Regions from separate parts of the Sus scrofa genome. Here region 2 is linked to region 1. The links are chromatin contacts, called in public HiChIP or PLAC-seq maps. All regions are on one chromosome and are shown on one strand. Each heading gives the region's core, a stretch centred on a gene start, on an enhancer-like site or on the middle of the called end of the contact. The rest is flanking DNA. Distances are from core to core; before and after follow the strand shown. Region 1 holds the start of MAP3K5 (mitogen-activated protein kinase kinase kinase 5). Region 2 overlaps MAP3K5 (mitogen-activated protein kinase kinase kinase 5).

The links. HiChIP or PLAC-seq counts read pairs in DNA pulled down with a chosen protein or histone mark.
Region 2: a contact with region 1 is called in an H3K27ac HiChIP or PLAC-seq map of skeletal muscle. The contact joins the enhancer-like site here to the promoter of MAP3K5 in region 1. A contact is called at or near these places in 1 of 5 promoter capture datasets (liver), 7 of 47 Hi-C or Micro-C datasets (embryonic fibroblasts, epiblast stem cells, fetal skeletal muscle and 4 more) and 1 of 2 datasets of contacts at active chromatin or transcription factors (skeletal muscle).

The regions. Positions count from the first base shown.
Region 1 is chr1:27,378,188-27,382,356 of Sscrofa11.1, reverse strand. It overlaps MAP3K5 (mitogen-activated protein kinase kinase kinase 5), which reads right to left and starts at 2,214. Exons shown (of 29, transcript XM_021072507.1): 1 at 1,072-2,214. The coding sequence starts at 1,495.
Region 2 is chr1:27,466,950-27,471,096 of Sscrofa11.1, reverse strand. All of the region lies in intron 2 of MAP3K5 (mitogen-activated protein kinase kinase kinase 5), which reads right to left. Among named protein-coding and RNA genes, the nearest start is that of MAP3K5, 89 kb to the right of the region's middle. Within about 2 kb of position 2,201, at least 11 of the 83 cell types and tissues checked have an H3K27ac peak or open chromatin away from gene starts, as enhancers often do. A contact at or near this core is called in fetal skeletal muscle and skeletal muscle, where this site is marked.

The sequences.
Region 1 (4,169 bases), core at 965-3,464:
GTGATCAGACATGCAAGAACCTTATTGTTTGAAACCACTATTAAATCAAACTTTACGCCCACATGTCTTAAAAAAATACACACAGAGTCTCAACATTGGTTATACAGGGTGCTAAAGGTTAATTTCAATAACATGCTTTTAACTCTAACATTTGCTAACAAATCGCTAGAATTACAATGACACTTGCTGAAATCTGTGACAGTTGGAAAATATTTTTTTTCATGAATTATCCTAGCAATCACTTTAATGGGCACACTTTAATGGCCAATCTAATCTTTGTCATTAAAGCACCCTATCAGTGTTTTAAACAGTGTTAAATTATATACGTCCCAGCTCATCAGGGGTAATGAAAAACAGACCCCAGTTCTTTCATGGAAATCCTAACAAAGATACCACACAAGTTTAGTGTAAGTTACAAGATTGCTTTTAGAAGTCATTACTTGAAAATTCGAATTGCTAAGATACGGGAAAGCAGGCCCCTAAACTTAGGGCAGAGTTGGGAAGATCATTACATAACATGTAAATTCACATGGATCCACTCTGCCTGCAGCTGGCCGAGTGGCAGAAGTCATGATTTCTGTCCTCTCAAAAGTACACAGAAAAAAATGAGGACATCATCTAAAACAGTCATAGGTATATATAGAAGGAAAATGTGGGCCAAACCTAACATAAGAGAGACCAAAACAGTGAATCGTGACGGACTGATGGGGGCAAGTATCTCACACCGCAGAAGAACAGAAGTTCTTTGATAGGACCACGCGCACCTCCGGGCTCCAGCGCGGGCCGGGGTTGGGTCATTCAGACTCTCGCACAAAGACACACAGGCTCTTGCACCCGCATACACTCTCCCAAGCGTGGCGAACGAGCGCCCAGAGCAGGCATGCAGCGACGCTCGTTGCCCTTAAGGTGGGGCAAGAAGTAAATAAGTAGGAAGCACGATTGCTGCTCAGAAATTGTTTTTTCCTGCTGCCCCGCAAAACACATTTCTCCCCCTGTGGCAGCCGCGGGGGGGGGGGGCGAGGGGGAAATAACCCCGGACTGCAGAGGATGGGGAAGGGGTTGCACACGCACCTGCATTGTAAAAACGGTCCAGCACCGCGGTTTCCCCAAAGTCCAGTTTCCCAAAATGCAGGGTCTCCAGGGCAGCGCCCACCGCCTCGCACGCCTCCCGTAGGCACTGCAGGGCCTCACTCTCGGCCACCACCAGCTGCCCCTGGCTCGCTTCGTTGATGACATATGCCACCGTGGTCCGTCGACCGCCTCCGCCACCAGAGTTGCCCCGGCATCGGGTGGTGCTGCTCGCGGACGTGGTACTAGGACACCCGGTGCCAGGGGCGGCGGCACTCTCCACGTTCCAGAAGCTGCCCGGTGGCGGCGGTGGCAGCTGGCTCTCCTCGCCCTCGGCCACCGCCGCCGCTCCTCCCCTCCGGCAACTGCCGCCCTCGACGAAGGGTGGCACGGAGAAAGTGATGCCCTCACCCGCCTCCGCGTTCATCTCTCCCGGCCGGGTTGTCGCGGCAGCGGCGTCGCCCGCCCAGCCGCACCGTCTGGCCAGCCACAGCTCGGGGCTGCTCCGCGCGCGTCGGGCTAAGCAGCTGCCATCCCGTGTCGCGCCTTCCGCCCCGCGCCGCCGCCTCCTCTCCGGCGCCCTCTCCCCCGAAGGGACGCCGCTGCCCGGCGGCGGCTCGCCCCTCCTCGGCGCCTCCGTGGCCACGCCGCTCGCCCGCTGCAGGGTGTAGAGTACAAGGGGTGGGGAGGCCGGGTTGAGCGGGAAGGGACAGCGCTTCCTTTTCTTGGCCGGCGGACAAGTCGGCTGGCGAACCTGCGCGGCGGTGCGGCTCAAGGGCGCCGCTCTCGGGGTGCGGTGCGCCCTGGCCACCCAGAGCGCGGTCCCGGCTCCTTCCGTGCCAGCCTCTCGGGGATGGTCCGGGGAGGGCGCCCTCTGGGTGGGGAGCTACCTGGCCAGCACCTTACTGGCGGGCAGGCTCCCTGGACTGCGTCCCGGAACAGCGGCCGCGGCCGCCGAAAGGATCCGCCCCCTTCCTCGGCGGCAGCTCCCCTTCATCGGCTCTATTTCCTCCTCCTTCCCTGGCCCCGTTTCTCTGCCGATCGCCGCGGCGGCTCCGTCCCAGCACCAGCCTGGCTGCTCGAGTCTGGCCGCTCCTCGCAGCCGCTCTGCGTGTCGGCCACCGGCTTCTTGCCGCCCACTCGTCGCGGCACCGAAAGTCAGGGCCCGCCCCGGGGGAGGGCGCTGCTGGGAAGCTCGGCCCGGACGCAACCGACCGCACCACGGCTCCCGGACCTCAGCCCAGCCCCGAGCACCACGCGGGGCTAAGGTTCTCCGCCGTCACCCACCAGGACCCCACTCAAGAAGACCTAGAGTAGGCAAAATTCCGGAGCGCACGCGATAGCAGGATGGCGCAAAAGTCTCTCTTGCGAATACTCGGGAGGCATTTGCAGCGTTCCCCGTGGCCCCAGCGCCCCCTGCCGGCATCGGGTCCGCGTGCGGCGCTGCCAGGACTAGCGCAGCGCTGAGGCCCGCGTTGCGCAAGGCGGGAGGTCTAGCAGCTGGGCCTGAACTGGCAGGCGGTTTATTGGTGACAGTCGCCCTCCGGAAGTGGCCTGGTAGGTAAATTTATAGGGTCTGCGCTTAGTGCTTTTCATTTTCAAACTTTCAATAGCTCTGCTGTCATTAATGAGTAATTGATTAGCTCCAACTGCTGAACAATGTAATATTCCCATCTGGGTCTTAAAATTTCCCGCAACGCAACGCCTACTTACTTGAGATAGAAAACCTGTTCTATACTCCACTTGGCAAATCATCATCCACCAGATGTAAGTAGGAAATTAAGTGATTATTTCTATTTTTTTTTTTAAATTGCACCACAGGGGAAAAATGCCTAGATTGCTTAAGCGCAATTAAAAGAAAAAAAAAATCTACTTATTTGGGAAGCAAAAACAGATGTGTAAGTTCTCAGAGAACTTCCCCAGAATGCTATAACTTTAGGAAGACCAGTGAAAGTTACAGTGAAATAAAGCAACAGGTTTGGACTTTCCAGAGATGAATGAGTTCTATGAAAAAGGAAGAAGACTATTGCAAATTACACGCAAGCCCAGAGAAAAAGGAAGACGAAAGCAGTTGAGTAGTAAAGAGCTCAAAGAAGGAAGGAAAGAGTAGTGTGGGAAAACACCTTGCAGCTGCACAACTGTATTTGCACAATTGTCTCCTCAATGAAGCCAAATAAAGCAAAGCTTTTTCTAAAGGTTTAGAAAATGGTGGGAGTAGAGAGTTCCCACCGTGGCTCAGTGGTCACAACCCTGACTAGCATCCATGAAGATGTGGGTTGGATCCCTAGCTTCGCTCAGTGGGTTAAGGGTCCTGTGTTGGGGTGACCTGTGGTGTAGGTTGCAGACTCTTCTCAGATCCCAGGTTGCTGTGGCTGTGGCGAAGGCCAGCAGTTGTAGCTCCGATTTGACCCCGGGCCTGGGAATTTCCATATGCCCCTGGTGGGGCCCTAAAAAGACAAAAAATAAAATAAAATGAAATAAAATAAATAAAATAAAATGACGGCAGTGAATTCCTCGGAAGGCAACTGGAATCTGTGTGATCCACATCTGCTTTTGAACTTGATATCATTAGGAAAGTAGATACTTAGTGAGTCAGTGATCATATAGAAACAAAATGTTGATAGGCTTACTACTTTTAATATTTCCAACAACTTGTCAAGCCTCTAAACTTCTCTGAGAGTAGATAATCTTCCACTTCATACTGGCCCAAAACAATAAACGCAGGAAAGTCACTGGGACCACGTCTGGAAAACGAAAATGCCCAAATTCTCAAGTGGCATTTGATGACACAAATAAGGTCCAAGGTTACATATAAAGCTATATTCTAAAAACCATAACTTTTTAGACCTTGTCACTATTGCCTTGCTTACAGGTCTTTTCTGAGCAATTTTTCATATATGATTTTGTTTTACTTTGCTGGCTTTGTTTTACTTTGGATTAATTTAATAACTTTAGAGATGTCACTGATTACTGGCAGACAAACCCCAATGCAACACTGAAAGACTACTGCTCTTGGTCCCAAAGCTCTCCCACCTAAATGGCATGGTTTAGCTGATAAATCTTACACCACGTGTATTAGGTGAAACCAAGTGAAATTTCAT
Region 2 (4,147 bases), core at 952-3,451, 89 kb before region 1:
ATCCTCAAGACTAGTCAGCTGGCTACAGGTACTGAAAGAGAGGAAGAAGAAAGAAGAAAGGCAACTCCACCGTCCTAAATGAGGCTCCCTAAAGAAGAGTGGGACACTTAAAAAGCAAAAATTCAGAAAATAGGGGAGTTCCCGTCGTGGCGCAGTGGCTAACGAATCCGACTAGGAACCATGAGATTGCGGGTTCGATCCCTGCCCTTGCTCAGTGGGTTAATGATCCGGCGTTGCCGTGAGCTGTGCCATGAGACGCGGCTCGGATCCTGCGTTGCTGTGGCTCTGGCGTAGGCTGGCGGCTACAGCTCCAATTCGACCCCTAGCCTGGGAACCTCCATATGCCGCTGGAGCGGCCCAAGAAATGGCAAAAAGACAAAAAAAACAAAAAAAATTCAGAAAATAGAACCAGACTTGAGGAGTTCCTGCTGTGGCTCAGTGGGTTAAGAACCCAGCTAGTATCCATGAGGACAGGGGTTCCATCCCTGGCCCTGCTCAGTGGGTTAAGGATCCGTCGTTACTGTGAGCTGCGGTGCAGGTCACAGACCAGGCTTGGATCCAGCATTGCTGTGGCTGTGGTGTAGGCCGGCAGCTGCAGCTCCAATTGGACCCCTAGCCTAGGAACTTCCATATGCCACAGGGGCGGCCCTAAAAAAAAAGGAAAAAAAAAAAAAAAAAAAAAGAACCAGACTTAAGTACTTATGAACAGATTACACTCAGGGGCACTTGTTATATATCTGGTAGTGAATCATAACCAGAGCCTGACTTCCAATTAAAATATGAGAAGTTGAGATTTGATTTGGGGTGGGTGGGGGGGTGGGCGGGGGTGATGTGCACACTTTTGAAAGGTTGGGATTGAAGGGGAAAGGGACACCTGAAGGGATGATGTCCAAAATTGAGCTGGACAGTATGTGATTGGAGTGGAAAATGGTTTCAGGCCAAATACAGATCTGGGAATTATTTGGCATGGCTGAATCTGAGGAAATGGGAGAGACCTCTAAGAGAACAACCAGAGAAGAAAAAGCAGAGGGCTGAAAACTAGAATGCAACGGATAGAAAACTGTATTTATCACTGTTCTAGGGAGCATAGGAGCCCAGGTTATTTGTTCCATGTCAGCAATATGGAGAGCAATGCATCACTTCATTTATCCTTCAAACTAAACAAATGAGGGCAAGCGTTTATCCACCACTTGCAGGTGCCAAGGAGTGAATGGTCATGCATGCACAACTGCCCACAGAAGAGGGGGATCTTGTCTCCATTTTATAGATGAGGATTCAGGTAAGGCTTGGAGAAGTCGCATGGCTGGACTGTGATGTGTCTGGGACCCTAGCCCAGGGGCTCCTTCTCAAGAGGCCATGTCATTATCACTAGGAGGCTGGGCACCCTCCTGAGTGGCCTTGACAGGCTGGCACACCAACCCTTTGCCTCAGGTCACACTGCAGGCAAGTTACTGCCTCATAGCAAACAGACAAGAAGTGCCAAGTGGCCTTTTGGCCAGACTTAATCCTTTATGGACATGTTATTCTTTGAGGCCCTTGCATTTCAGGTAATGAAGCAGAAATGGGATCTGACTTCCATTTAAAGTGTGAGAAGAACTTCCAAAGATTGAGATTTGATTTTTAAATCAAGTACATTAAATTCTCCCTTGCTCTCAAGTTCTCCTTCATGGAACAATCACTGGAAGACTCGTCAGGAAGAGGGAAAATAAACATAGTCTTGCTTCTAAAATGTTACCAAGATCCCACAGCAGGTCCACAAAAATAATCCTTTTAGCCAAGCCATTGCCTAAGCAGAAAAGAAAGGCAAGTGGGCTTGAGAGGCTGCTTGCCAAAGCTCTTAGAGCTTAAATTATGAGCGGGTTATAAAAGAGCAATAGAATCAAATACTCTTGCTTCAGATAAGCACTTTGACTCAAAATTAAAAAAAGAAAACACTCTGAATCTTCTAAGCACAAAGCAAGGACAAAAGGATAAGAAGCTAATAAATCAGAAAAGTGTTATTAGAGTTTGGAAATATTATTCTGCTGCTGCTGGATAAAGTTCTTTACCGTCAGAAGCCTGAATACCACGTGTTTGTGTATAAGACATGAGACAGAATACGTTATAATTGAAATACTGGCCATTAAGGAGTAATGCATCTGTGTAAAAGGAATTCTGGAGAGAATGAGTATCAGATGTCTGGGTGTGGGTTGAGCAGCGCCTGGCTGTTTGCTTAAACAGCAGAGAAAATCAGACTCCTGAAACTGTCTTCAAACCCGATGGGATGAGTCGTTAGGATCCTTGGGCAAAGTATTCAGCATCCTGAGGTTTACCCAAGTTCCAGGCCTCGCTGCACTTTTTGGAGTCTCTTCCCTATGCTTCTAAGGCACTTTTTCCCAGTTCCCCATTGTTCATGGTCAAAAAAAAAAAAAAAAAAAAAAAAAAAAAAAAAAAAAGGAAAGAGCAATAAACAGCTGGAGGCACATGGATGCTTCTAGGCCTGAGCTGAGAGCCAGCCCAGTGATCGTGCAGTGGGGAGAAAGTGTGGAGAGCAGTTATGGACTTTTTGTTTCTTAAAAAGATACCAGCTGCTGAGAAAAGCACTTTTGCAAATGATGAATGCTAATAATATGGGAACATTTATTTCCCAAGTTGGCTCATATATAACTTAGAAATATCATTATTGCAATTTATTTTTACAGATTGCTACCACACCCAGAGTTTGAAATAACTAACAACCTAAAGCAAATAAAAGCCATGACTGTGTGATCAAAAGCAGACACCTCGGGTTCAGCAACTGCCTTTTATAATAAGATACTAATTCTAAAATACTTAAACCTACTCCTCAAGAGAAAGACCACATTTCCTTAAAGTTCAAAACACTAAGGCATGGTCATAACATAACAAAGCTGATCTCTCTGGCTCATGCTTGCTTTCATGGTTATAAAATCACACAGCTCAAAATCTAGTTGTAGTTCTCTCCAATTATCTTCGCTGCTTTTGTTTTTTTAAAAAAATGCCAATTCTGTTTTTCAATTTTTATTTTTATTTTTTTGCTTTTTAGGGCTGCATCCACAGCATATGAACGTTCCCAGGCTAGGGGTCAAATTGGAGCTACAGCTGCCGGCTTACACCACAATCACTGCAATGCGGGATCTGAGCCGCATCTGCTACCACAGCTCACAGCAACGCTGGATCCCTGACCCATTGAGTGATGCCAGGGATCGAACCCGAAACTTCATGGTTACTAGCTGGATTCCTACACATGGTGCCACAATGGGAATGCCTGTTTTTCAATTTTTAAAAATTACATAAAGGTGAATGTAAGTGTGTGTGGAAAATAAATTAAGCTTCTGGGAAGATATGCTCTCGGTAGTCAAACATATTGAAACCTATGCTCAAAATACTCAACTACTGAGAAGGATGCCCAGCACTGGAAACACAGCCCCCTACTTGAGTCAATGGGTGACTTGCGTCAACTTAGAAAACTGCATCCCCACGTGTCCCACCCATCACTGGGCATGATTCGCTCTTCCCTGCCATTCAGGTAAATGTCACCCCTCTGAAAGGCCTTTCCTGACACCAACTCTTTGGCACAATGCCTTATGTTAATTTTCTAATTTGTCTGTTTGCTTATTTGCTTGACCTTCTCCCCCAACAAGACTCTGGCACTTCTCAGTTGTTGTCTCCTGGGACAATGATGAATGGGATAGTTCCACTTTCAGCCTCCATAGTGAGTTTCTCGCAGCATCAAACCCAAAACCTGGCACAGAGTTCATGTTCAATTAATATTTGCTTAATAAAATCCGTGACACTGACTCGATGTATGAAGCAATAACTTCATCGCCTGTCGAGAGGTGAAGGATGAGTTTATAATGGCAACATTATTAATGCTGCAGTAAGTCTCTGACCTGAAATCTTAAATTTCTTAAACCTTAATTTCATAAATTTGTGATCTAAAGGGAATCTAAAAGTACCCATTGTACTTTTAATTTTATCATCTTAAATGGAATCATGTGTGGATCTTTATATACTATGTTATTTCCACTCAAGTTGTGGAGACATTTTTAAGGTTTTAATTATGGGCTTACTTTCCAAAACGAAAAATACAATCATTGGCATAACAAGGCTGATTATTGGAACATATTATCATTTTTCTTCATGCCTT